3 separate regions of the Mus musculus genome follow, and regions 2 and 3 are each linked to region 1. A link is a contact called in public Hi-C data. All regions are on one chromosome and are shown on one strand. Each heading gives the region's core, a stretch centred on a gene start, on an enhancer-like site or on the middle of the called end of the contact. The rest is flanking DNA. Distances are from core to core; before and after follow the strand shown.

Region 1 (2,986 bases), core at 444-2,943:
GAGACTGACTTCATGGAGCAGTTACTCAGACCATCCACGGCAACCAGAGTTGAGCAGACTTGCAAAAGTTGCACCCACGAGCTGAGTGTAAGCACAGATTTAAGGGCACTGGGAAGAGAAGCGCATTTGATTTATTGACTACTTCCTTTTTTTTCTTTTCAATCACATTTTCTTCCCTCTGAAATCCTTTCGCTGGAGTCTTACAGCTCCTCTGCAGGAATGGCTATCGATCTGCAAGCTATTACCCTGTGAACACTCTGAGCTGCATGCAGGCACAGTACTAGCCCTGGGCTGGGCAAAGCACTACCCAGGACACAGAATGTATCATTCACAACAGCACTTCTGGAAAAGTAGGAGAGTGAAAGAGAACGTGAGGGTAGACACTGCCACGCGTGACACTCCTGAGGCCCCCAGTCAAACCAGAAAGAGGCAAGGGGGAGAGCCTTTCCTTGAAACAAGGCAAAATGAGACATTCAGGTTATTCAAGAAATTCAAAACTCTGAATAGCGCTGTTCTCTTGAACAGGTGCCCCTTGACTGAGTTTATTACAGAAGCAGTCAGTGTAGAAAGGGAAATGATGCTTTTTTCCTTCTGACGCTCTAGGTGCTTTCTTTAATAAGCCAGAAACCTTCTCCTGCTTTAACTACATGCTGAAATCACTGGAATTGCAAGTTATTTCTGAGATAGAGTCACTCCAGGTGGGCAAAGTGTGACATCCCTGTCTAGCCCTCCTTCCAGTATTGTTTTCCCAGGGAAAACCCCCAAGTTCCATGCTACAAACTATAGTTGCCTGCACCTGTTGGATCTCCTGTGAGGGGAGATGCGGTCTTTAACACTGCAACATACAGGGCATTATTGTTTGCCTAAGTAGAGATGGATGGATCATCTGAAAAGTCAGCGAATGCTTCTCTTTCCTGTATTTGTGCTTCCTGTCTTTGACAGTAGTGTAGTCTCTTAAATGACACTGGGATTTTAATGACTAGTCTCTACTAAGAATGACATTTAAATATTACTGCCCCACCACCACCACCACCATGCCACACAACCACAGACTTCTACTAGTAGGTGACCCCATCTTGGGGAAATGAATGGAAGCCTAAATAAATCTCTATTTTTGAACAGCCTTAGAAAACCCTACATGATCTTGCACTTCAGAAAGTGCTTGAGTTTTAAAGAGGGGGCAAAGTCATATCTTACTGTCTCATACTGTAGCGCTCAATCAAGGAACAGTCTATAACCTTCAGCAGAAAAGAAAAAGTCCAGCAAAAGAAGAAAAGCGAAGTGGTACTAGCCCACCTAGTTCCAGTGTTCCACTTAATGCCTGGAGGGGTGGGCGGCTCCCCTTCGGAACACATCCCCATGCCCTCTTACCCCTGACAGGACCCGGGGCTCCTCTAGGGCTGTTCATGATCTCAGAAGGAGAACTGGAGTTTGAACTTACTTACTGTATTGACTCTTGCGCGTTCCTTCTCAGATGAGGAATCCAGGAATTTCAAGCAAGGGATTATCTAAACAGCCAGTCTGGAGACAGTCCTGGGAGGCACCCAAAGCAGGTCCGATTTGGTGTGAGCCAGCAAGTGAGATCAGAAGCAGGAGCGGCAAAGCGGAACAGCTGCAATGCTGTGCCTGCTCGGCTTCTCGGTGGACCTCTAAAGCCACTCGATCAGGGACCCCGCACTGCACAGCTCAGAGCCCCGGGTAGGAGTGGGTGGGGAGGGAGGAGGATCGGAGATAGAAGTGGAGAGAAACGCCGCCCTGGAAGGAAAGGACACAGGTAGGGGAACTGCGGAGCGAGGGAGTGAGGCAGATAAGTTCCCCGTAGTCAGAGACTGGAGATTAGTGTCCTCCAACCTTAGTTGCACGCTATGCAGCGTAGCGCCTCATCGTTCCTCGCCACCACTCCCTGCAGCTGCTATTCACTCCACTTAGGAGTTCACCTAATCTGCAGAGAAAAGTGCAGGGCAGTGGCGAACCCCGATGCAGGGAGGGAGCTGTGGTCCCTGGCTATGTGAACAGCGACAGACACCTCAGGCTTGCGGGTGTGGGCTGGAGAGAGGTTCCACACTTGGGGTGGAGGGGCAGAATCCCACTCTGGGCTAGGAGTTTCCTTGTGTAAAAACCAAGGAGGAGAACGAACTCCTCGCAGAAGCTGGATCCCAAGGACAAACAGCCAGCGCGCCCTGCCACACAGCGCAGGCACAGGAACTGTGGTTAACACGAGTCCAGTGCCTGGGGGACGGGAGCAGCAAAGCCCTTAACAGGTGTCCCTGGAACCCTGCGCCTTCAGATCACAAGCCCAGGTGTCCCAGCGGAACACTGGCAAAACTGTCCCTCGGGAAGAACGTAGAGAACAGCAGTGGGTCGTAAAACAGTCTTTCTTTGTCCAATTAGTTGACTTCAAAATTCTTCGCCTTTAGTTCTTGCACCATTCGAGATTTCGAGAGAGCAGGGAGACCATGCCTCGGGAAATGTTCCTCAGGAGTGAAGCCCGAAGGCTGAAAGAGGACATGCAGGACTTTCAGTCACGCTAGAGGGCTGTTTCAACCTTACCCTGCAAACTCTTCATTCACCAGCAGTCTTTCCAGAGGTTTGCTACAAGTCTCTTTTCCTTCAGATTTTAAAGGGGGCAGTAGAGACTTGAAAGCCAGGAAGCCAGGCTTGTCTTAACCACCGTGTCTCTCAGAGCTGCACAAGTCACCTCGCTGCATTGGATCACTCTTCTTGTTGTTTTCTTTTCTTTCTTTCTTTTTTAATTTATAAAATAAGGATGGCCACATTAGTTCTCAGAATGTCTCTGAAGGATACAAAACAATGATTCGATTTAGATTAGGTGTCTCGAAAAAAAAAAGTTATACTTAACCTATTTTTAAAAGACAAGTACTCCCCCACGTAGTAATAATTACTCCTTTATTGGGAAATGGATTTTCAGTCCCGTGGCCACTGAAAGTCACACACCCTAATTATAGGTCATAAGAAGTATAGAATC
Region 2 (2,936 bases), core at 1-2,500, 140 kb before region 1:
AGAGGGTTAACTGTTACGGACTGACTGCTGCAGGTTTAACCAGTGGTGTTACTTAATGCTGGGCCATTTGAGATGTCACAAACTTAGAAGCTGTCACAAGAGTGGGGCCACAGAATGGGACTGATGTCTGCAGACACTAAAGGTGACTCCCTTTTTCCCTTATGAAGGAGGACACAGTAAGAGGGTGGCTTTCTGCAACCAAGGAAGAAATCCCTCACAGAAGACAACCATGCCTGCATCATGATCATACTTAGTTCTTGGACTCATGAACTATCACAAAGTAAGCTTAAATTGTGTTGGATTATTCTAAGATAACCTGATCGGTGGTGGTTTGTTCATTTTAGATTTTGTTTTTCCTTCCTTCCTTCCTTCCTTCCTTCCTTCCTTCCAAACAAACAAACAAACAAACAAACAAACAAAAGTCTCCTAGTATGCAAGCCCAATAATACACGTGGCTTTATGTTCATTCCATTGTTCTATTTGTCTGAGCCAGACAACATTGTTAAAAAGCATAGATGTTAAGGCACATAAATAAGGAATGTTTTCTTAATTCATATATTAGATTTTTCGTCTTCCATTTGCTAAACTAGAGAACTCAGAGGTACACAGATGTTCTTGTCCGTCATCCATATATACCATATTTTCCTGAGATGCACACAGATGTTCTTGTCCGTCATCCATATATACCATATTTTCCTGAGATGCTTTATATTCTTTCCTATTACATATTATCCTCTGCCTTTCTCATTCATGCTCTGTGGGCCATCCATCGCTCTGTTGAAGGCAGTGTGCCTGTTCTATTCTCAGGATGACTCCTCCTGTCGCGTTCTGCTTTGGTATTGGCTCACTGGGATCTCTGACTCTATAGTTCCATGTCCTTTTGCGTTGCTTCCATATCTCACCTCACATGTTTAAAACTCTGCTTCATGGTTTGTTGTTGTTAATTTTATTGTGGCTTATATTCACTATGTCATAGGCTGACAATCCAATGGAGAAAACTTTTCTTATTTCTACCTTTTTTTCCCTCCATTTTAGAACTGGTAGTGGTTGTTTATACTTATTATTTCCATTTTGAATGATCTAAGTCAATCCTGACTAATTTATTTTTGGAAACATATTTAGAAAAAACTATCCAATATAGCAAAGCTGGCAGAATTTTAGCCTGATTCCCTGAGCTGCCTTTTCTGCTGTAAAGTAGTACATATGTGTATGAGTTTTTCTGGCACGTTATCTCACCACCCACGGAGACTGGCATCTGTGAACTGCTTGCCGAGCCCAGCATCTCTGCACTTCTCTGCCATCTCCACAGCACTTCTGCCATCTGACAGTTTACATTTTCTCTCTGAAAGGAAAATTGCCTATTACTATAGAGAGCCACACAGTCTTGGGTAAGGATCTCACTGTTGACAGATGCACCTTGTTATAGCAAGCTGCTTTAGTGCTAAAGGTTCTAACCTCCAAGTATACTGCTCCTAGGGAAATGAAAGCATCTCAGCAGATTATGTAGACTCTGCAGTGGCAAGAAATCAGATGGCACAGAGAGTGCTCTGTCTGCGTATGTCAATGTGACTGTGGGAGATTTTTCTCCTGAATTATTGCTTGGGCCCAGATGTCTCCCCTTGTCATCAGAATACAATTTTATATTTCTAAACAAATTTGTTTTTGTACTGCAGAGCTTCCCCTCTCCTTCAAATCTAGCCCCTAACCATCACCCCCAGCTTTGGGGTAGCCCCCTGCTATGGCCTCTCCTCACTCTCTGTTCCCATTTCTAGGAAACTGAGCAGATCATGATGGAAATCCTGCTTTTTATCTCACCTGTGGACCTCCCCCAACCCAGAACGGCACCTCCCTGCCCATTCTTATTTCTCAATGTTAACTTGAATATTTAGAAACATGGTTTTATTTTTCTATCTCATTACATTTTTATTTCCTTTGATTTTTTTTCTGTAAGAAAAGAAAAGGGGGTGAGGCAGTGCATTAAAATACACTTTCAAATAGAGAGAAGAAAAAGGAGACTTAGCTGGATCTGACATGCTCAGAACATATGAATCCAGACCCAATTAAAAAGGACGTCAACATTACTTACAAGAAGGATTAGATGAGAAAAGGCAAAGTGAGATGCTTAAAGGTATTTTAGAAACATGTTTTAACCAGAAGCCCCAGCAGACACACTTGTCAGGATCCCAGAGGAATTACCTGCCAGGTAACACATAGCCACCACAGCCTTTTAAGAACCAGAGAGGGCAATAAAAATCAAGAATAAAAACCCCACCTACCCAAGAAAGTCAAGACTATATATTAGCACCTAGAATTACCATCTTCCCAAGGCCAGACACTGAGACACCAGCATAAGAACTCAACTATTAACAGTCAGGATATTAAGTCTCCACTAGAGGACACAATCTTCCCGCAGCAGGCCCTGAGAGCTGCAACCTAACTGAATAACAAGACAAATATGTTAAAACAGCCCTTTATGAATGTGGCTGAGGTCCTTAAAGAGGAAATGAATAAGTCCTTCTAAGCAAACACAGTCGAAGGAAATGAACAGAACAGTTCAAAACCTGAAAGTAGAAGTAGAGTCAATAAAGAAAACCCAAACTTTTGGAAATATGGACATGCAAATTTTAGGAACTCGAATAAGAGTTGGCTATCCTTAACAACAGAAAACAAGAGATGCAAGTGAGAATCTCAGACATTGAAGGTACAGTAGGAGAAATGGAGAACTCAGTCAGGGAAGTTGTTAAATCTAAAAATCCTGTCAAAAACCATTTTGAATACATAGGACTCTGGTGGGGTGGGGGGTAAATCTAAGAATAATAGGTATATACAAAGGAGAAAAAACACAGATCGAAGGCACACAAAAAAAAAATCTTCAACAAAATTATAGAATAAAATATCCCTAATCTAAAAAGGAAATACCTATCAAGATACAGGAA
Region 3 (2,749 bases), core at 210-2,709, 160 kb after region 1:
AATGAATCCTGAAGGCCTTCATTCATAGTCAGTCCTTTGTCCCTTTGGGACAATACCCATGTCCCTTTTCTTTTGTTCCCTTCCCATTCTCTTACATCATCTGTCTCCTGCATTTTTCTCTTATTGCCTCTGTTCCTCAGGGGCAAATACATACCTTTGTGCTGGGAAAGACTGTCCTTCTAAAATGCAATGAAATTTCACCTTCTCCACTGGAGCATTTCTAAGAAAGGGACCCTGATTTCTCAGTCCTGCTTCACCACAGTGAGACAAGTGTTTATACTCTGTACACCTGCACTGAGAATCAGAAACTTCGGAGGAACTGGAGTTGGGAGGGTGTGGAGTTTATCTGAATGATCCATGACCAACTCTCACAACAGATCCTGAGGTTAGACAACATGGCTAGGAAAGATCTAGATGCTCCCGGGACTAACTTCAGTACTGTGTGGCTTAGATACAATTCTTAAGAACTCCACAGGAGAGTATCAATTACCTGAGAGATTTTTAGGACAGCAATTCTCAACCTTCCTAATGTTGCGAACCTTTAACATCGTTTCATGTGTGTGGTGACCCCAACCATAAAATTATTTCTGTTGTTAACTTCATAACAGCAATTTAGCTACTGTTATGAATTGCAATGTAATATCTGATACGCAGGTTATCTGGGCCTTCCCTCCAGTCCTTGCCTCCTAACTTGGCCCACTGCTTTTGTGCTTTTGATGCAGAATTATGGCAGGAACACAGGATGGAAAAAGTATTCATACGTGGAAGTAAAAGAAAAAGAAGAGAAGCCAGAAGCCCAACCTTGTTTCCATCAACACTAACCTCTTCCCATTAGGATCCACCCCCTAGAAGTTCTGCCACTCCCAAGTGAGTCTGAGCTGGGGACAATGCTTTCCAAACACTGGCCTTCAGGATTCATTTACGATCCAAACTGCAGAGCCTTAAGACAATGAAGAGGAGCTCCTACTGAATTCCAGTCTATGAGTTCCTTGGGTCAGGGGTGGGATTTGACATGGCTTTCAAGGATGCATATAATATTACAAAAATAATAATAGAAAGGGAATGTGGTGAAAGAAATGTTTAAATGGAATGGTGACATAAGGCTTTAAAAATGTAAGAGAATAAGTATGCCTTTTGCTTAGCAGGGAGAAAAAATCATGCCTACAGACAAAGCCAGCCAATTTAAAGTGACAAGTCCATTGCAGAAGAGTATCTCTGAGAAATTAGTAAACTTTGGCACACTGTCTCTGGTGCCTAAAAAGTACTTTCTGAATCCCTTCCAATTGATTAAAAACTCACACCCATGAAGCTCCAAGGCCTCAAAATGTAATTCCCTTGTATGGTGTAAGAACTAACACGCTAATCCAGAACGACTTCTTCGTGACCTGACACCAAGTCTCTAGTACACTCTATCCAACCCACAGGAGATGACTCACCATGGCTTTGATTTACTGTTTCTTGACATCATTCCCTGAGTCATTTATTGTAGAGAGCCTTTGATCAACAGCCAGCCATAAGGTACAGGCATTTGGAGCCCCTTGCTGTTTTGGCTCCTTTTTCGGTGTTGCTAATAAAGAGTAAAGAGAATGGATGAACAATAGATCTGTAAAACAAAACTTATAGATGTGTCAACTGCTGTGTTAATCCATCGAGGGGTCAGACAGAACTCAGCTCTTGTTCGGCTCGCCTGAGTTTATGTTCACATTCACAGAGCAGTGTGTGGGTGAGTCCTAGTGCTCCTTTCCTTCTTCTGTCCACACCTTGGTTTCGTGTGGCCCCAGGAGACTGCTGCTCACAAGGCACAGGTTCCTAGGGAACCCAAGTCTTAAGATCCCTCCTCTTTGAGATGCTTCCTTTCTAATGAATCCAGCTCTGCTCTTTCCTTCAGGGTTTCTTCTTACAGTGTGTTCTCTCATGCCCCAAACCATTGCTGTTGCCATTATCACTCATCACTATCTGAATTCCAGTAGTCAGTTCCTCACAATGCATTGCTTACTCGGCTATTGCTCTGAAGTTTGTGTCAGCTGTTTTACTTTTCTCTTTTCCTTCTCCAAAGTGATGGCTCATCAAGATCAGATATCCATAAGTAGAAAGGGACTAAGAATGGGTCTTGATATCGAAAGGACCCAGATGTAGCTGTCTCTTGTGAGACTATGCCGGGGCCTAGCAAACACAGAAGTGGATGCTCGCAGTCAGCTAATGGATGGATCACAGGGCTCCCAATGGAGGAGCTAGAGAAAGTACCCAAGGAGCTAAAGGGATCTGCAACCCTATAGGTGGAACAACATTATGAACTAACCAGTACCCCGGAGCTCTTGACTCTAGCTGCATATGTATCAAAAGATGGCCTAGTCGGCCATCACTGGAAAGAGAGGCCCATTGGACACGCAAACTTTATATGCCCCAGTACAGGGGAACGCCAGGGCCAAAAAGGGGGAGTGGGTGGGTAGGGGAGTGGGGGTGGGTGGGTATGGGGGACTTTTGGTATAGCATTGGAAATGTAAATGAGCTAAATACCTAATAAAAAATGGAAAAAAAAAGAAAAAAAAAAGAATGGGTCTTGAAAATATTGCATGGCATGAATGTGGCCCAGATACGAAGGTGTATATTGAGTTTTGGTCTGTTGCTATGTATTGTAATGCTTAATACTGACCGCAAGTCTTGGCTGTCCCCAGGTATGAGAGAATCTGCACTTACACAAGTGATGCTATGTAACCTTGCCACCACATTATCCCTGATTGGTGAATAA

The links. Hi-C and Micro-C count contacts between places; a contact is called where the count stands out from the background.
Region 2: a Hi-C map of ventral hippocampal neurons shows a contact between it and region 1, with 2.9 times the contacts expected there. The contact joins the enhancer-like site here to the promoter of Npy2r in region 1. A contact is called at or near these places in 1 of 39 promoter capture datasets (hippocampal neurons), 11 of 484 Hi-C or Micro-C datasets (the N1E-115 cell line, adipose-derived mesenchymal stem cells, cerebral cortex and 6 more), 3 of 115 datasets of contacts at active chromatin or transcription factors (VIP interneurons, forebrain and neural progenitor cells) and 2 of 9 other capture datasets (adipose tissue and pancreatic islet).
Region 3: a Hi-C map of adipose-derived mesenchymal stem cells shows a contact between it and region 1, with 2.6 times the contacts expected there. The contact joins the enhancer-like site here to the promoter of Npy2r in region 1. A contact is called at or near these places in 2 of 484 Hi-C or Micro-C datasets (adipose-derived mesenchymal stem cells and uterus), 1 of 115 datasets of contacts at active chromatin or transcription factors (embryonic stem cells) and 3 of 9 other capture datasets (adipose tissue, liver and pancreatic islet).

The regions. Positions count from the first base shown.
Region 1 is chr3:82,546,392-82,549,377 of GRCm38.p6, forward strand. Npy2r (neuropeptide Y receptor Y2) reads right to left here and starts at 1,694. Exons shown (of 2, transcript NM_008731.3): 1 at 1,446-1,694.
Region 2 is chr3:82,405,216-82,408,151 of GRCm38.p6, forward strand. No RefSeq gene overlaps it. Among named protein-coding and RNA genes, the nearest start is that of Map9, 49 kb to the left of the region's middle. Within about 2 kb of position 1,251, at least 26 of the 459 cell types and tissues checked have an H3K27ac peak or open chromatin away from gene starts, as enhancers often do. A contact at or near this core is called in the N1E-115 cell line, VIP interneurons, cortical neurons and 2 more, where this site is marked.
Region 3 is chr3:82,706,387-82,709,135 of GRCm38.p6, forward strand. No RefSeq gene overlaps it. Among named protein-coding and RNA genes, the nearest start is that of Gm29999, 43 kb to the left of the region's middle. Within about 2 kb of position 1,460, at least 17 of the 459 cell types and tissues checked have an H3K27ac peak or open chromatin away from gene starts, as enhancers often do. A contact at or near this core is called in adipose-derived mesenchymal stem cells, where this site is marked.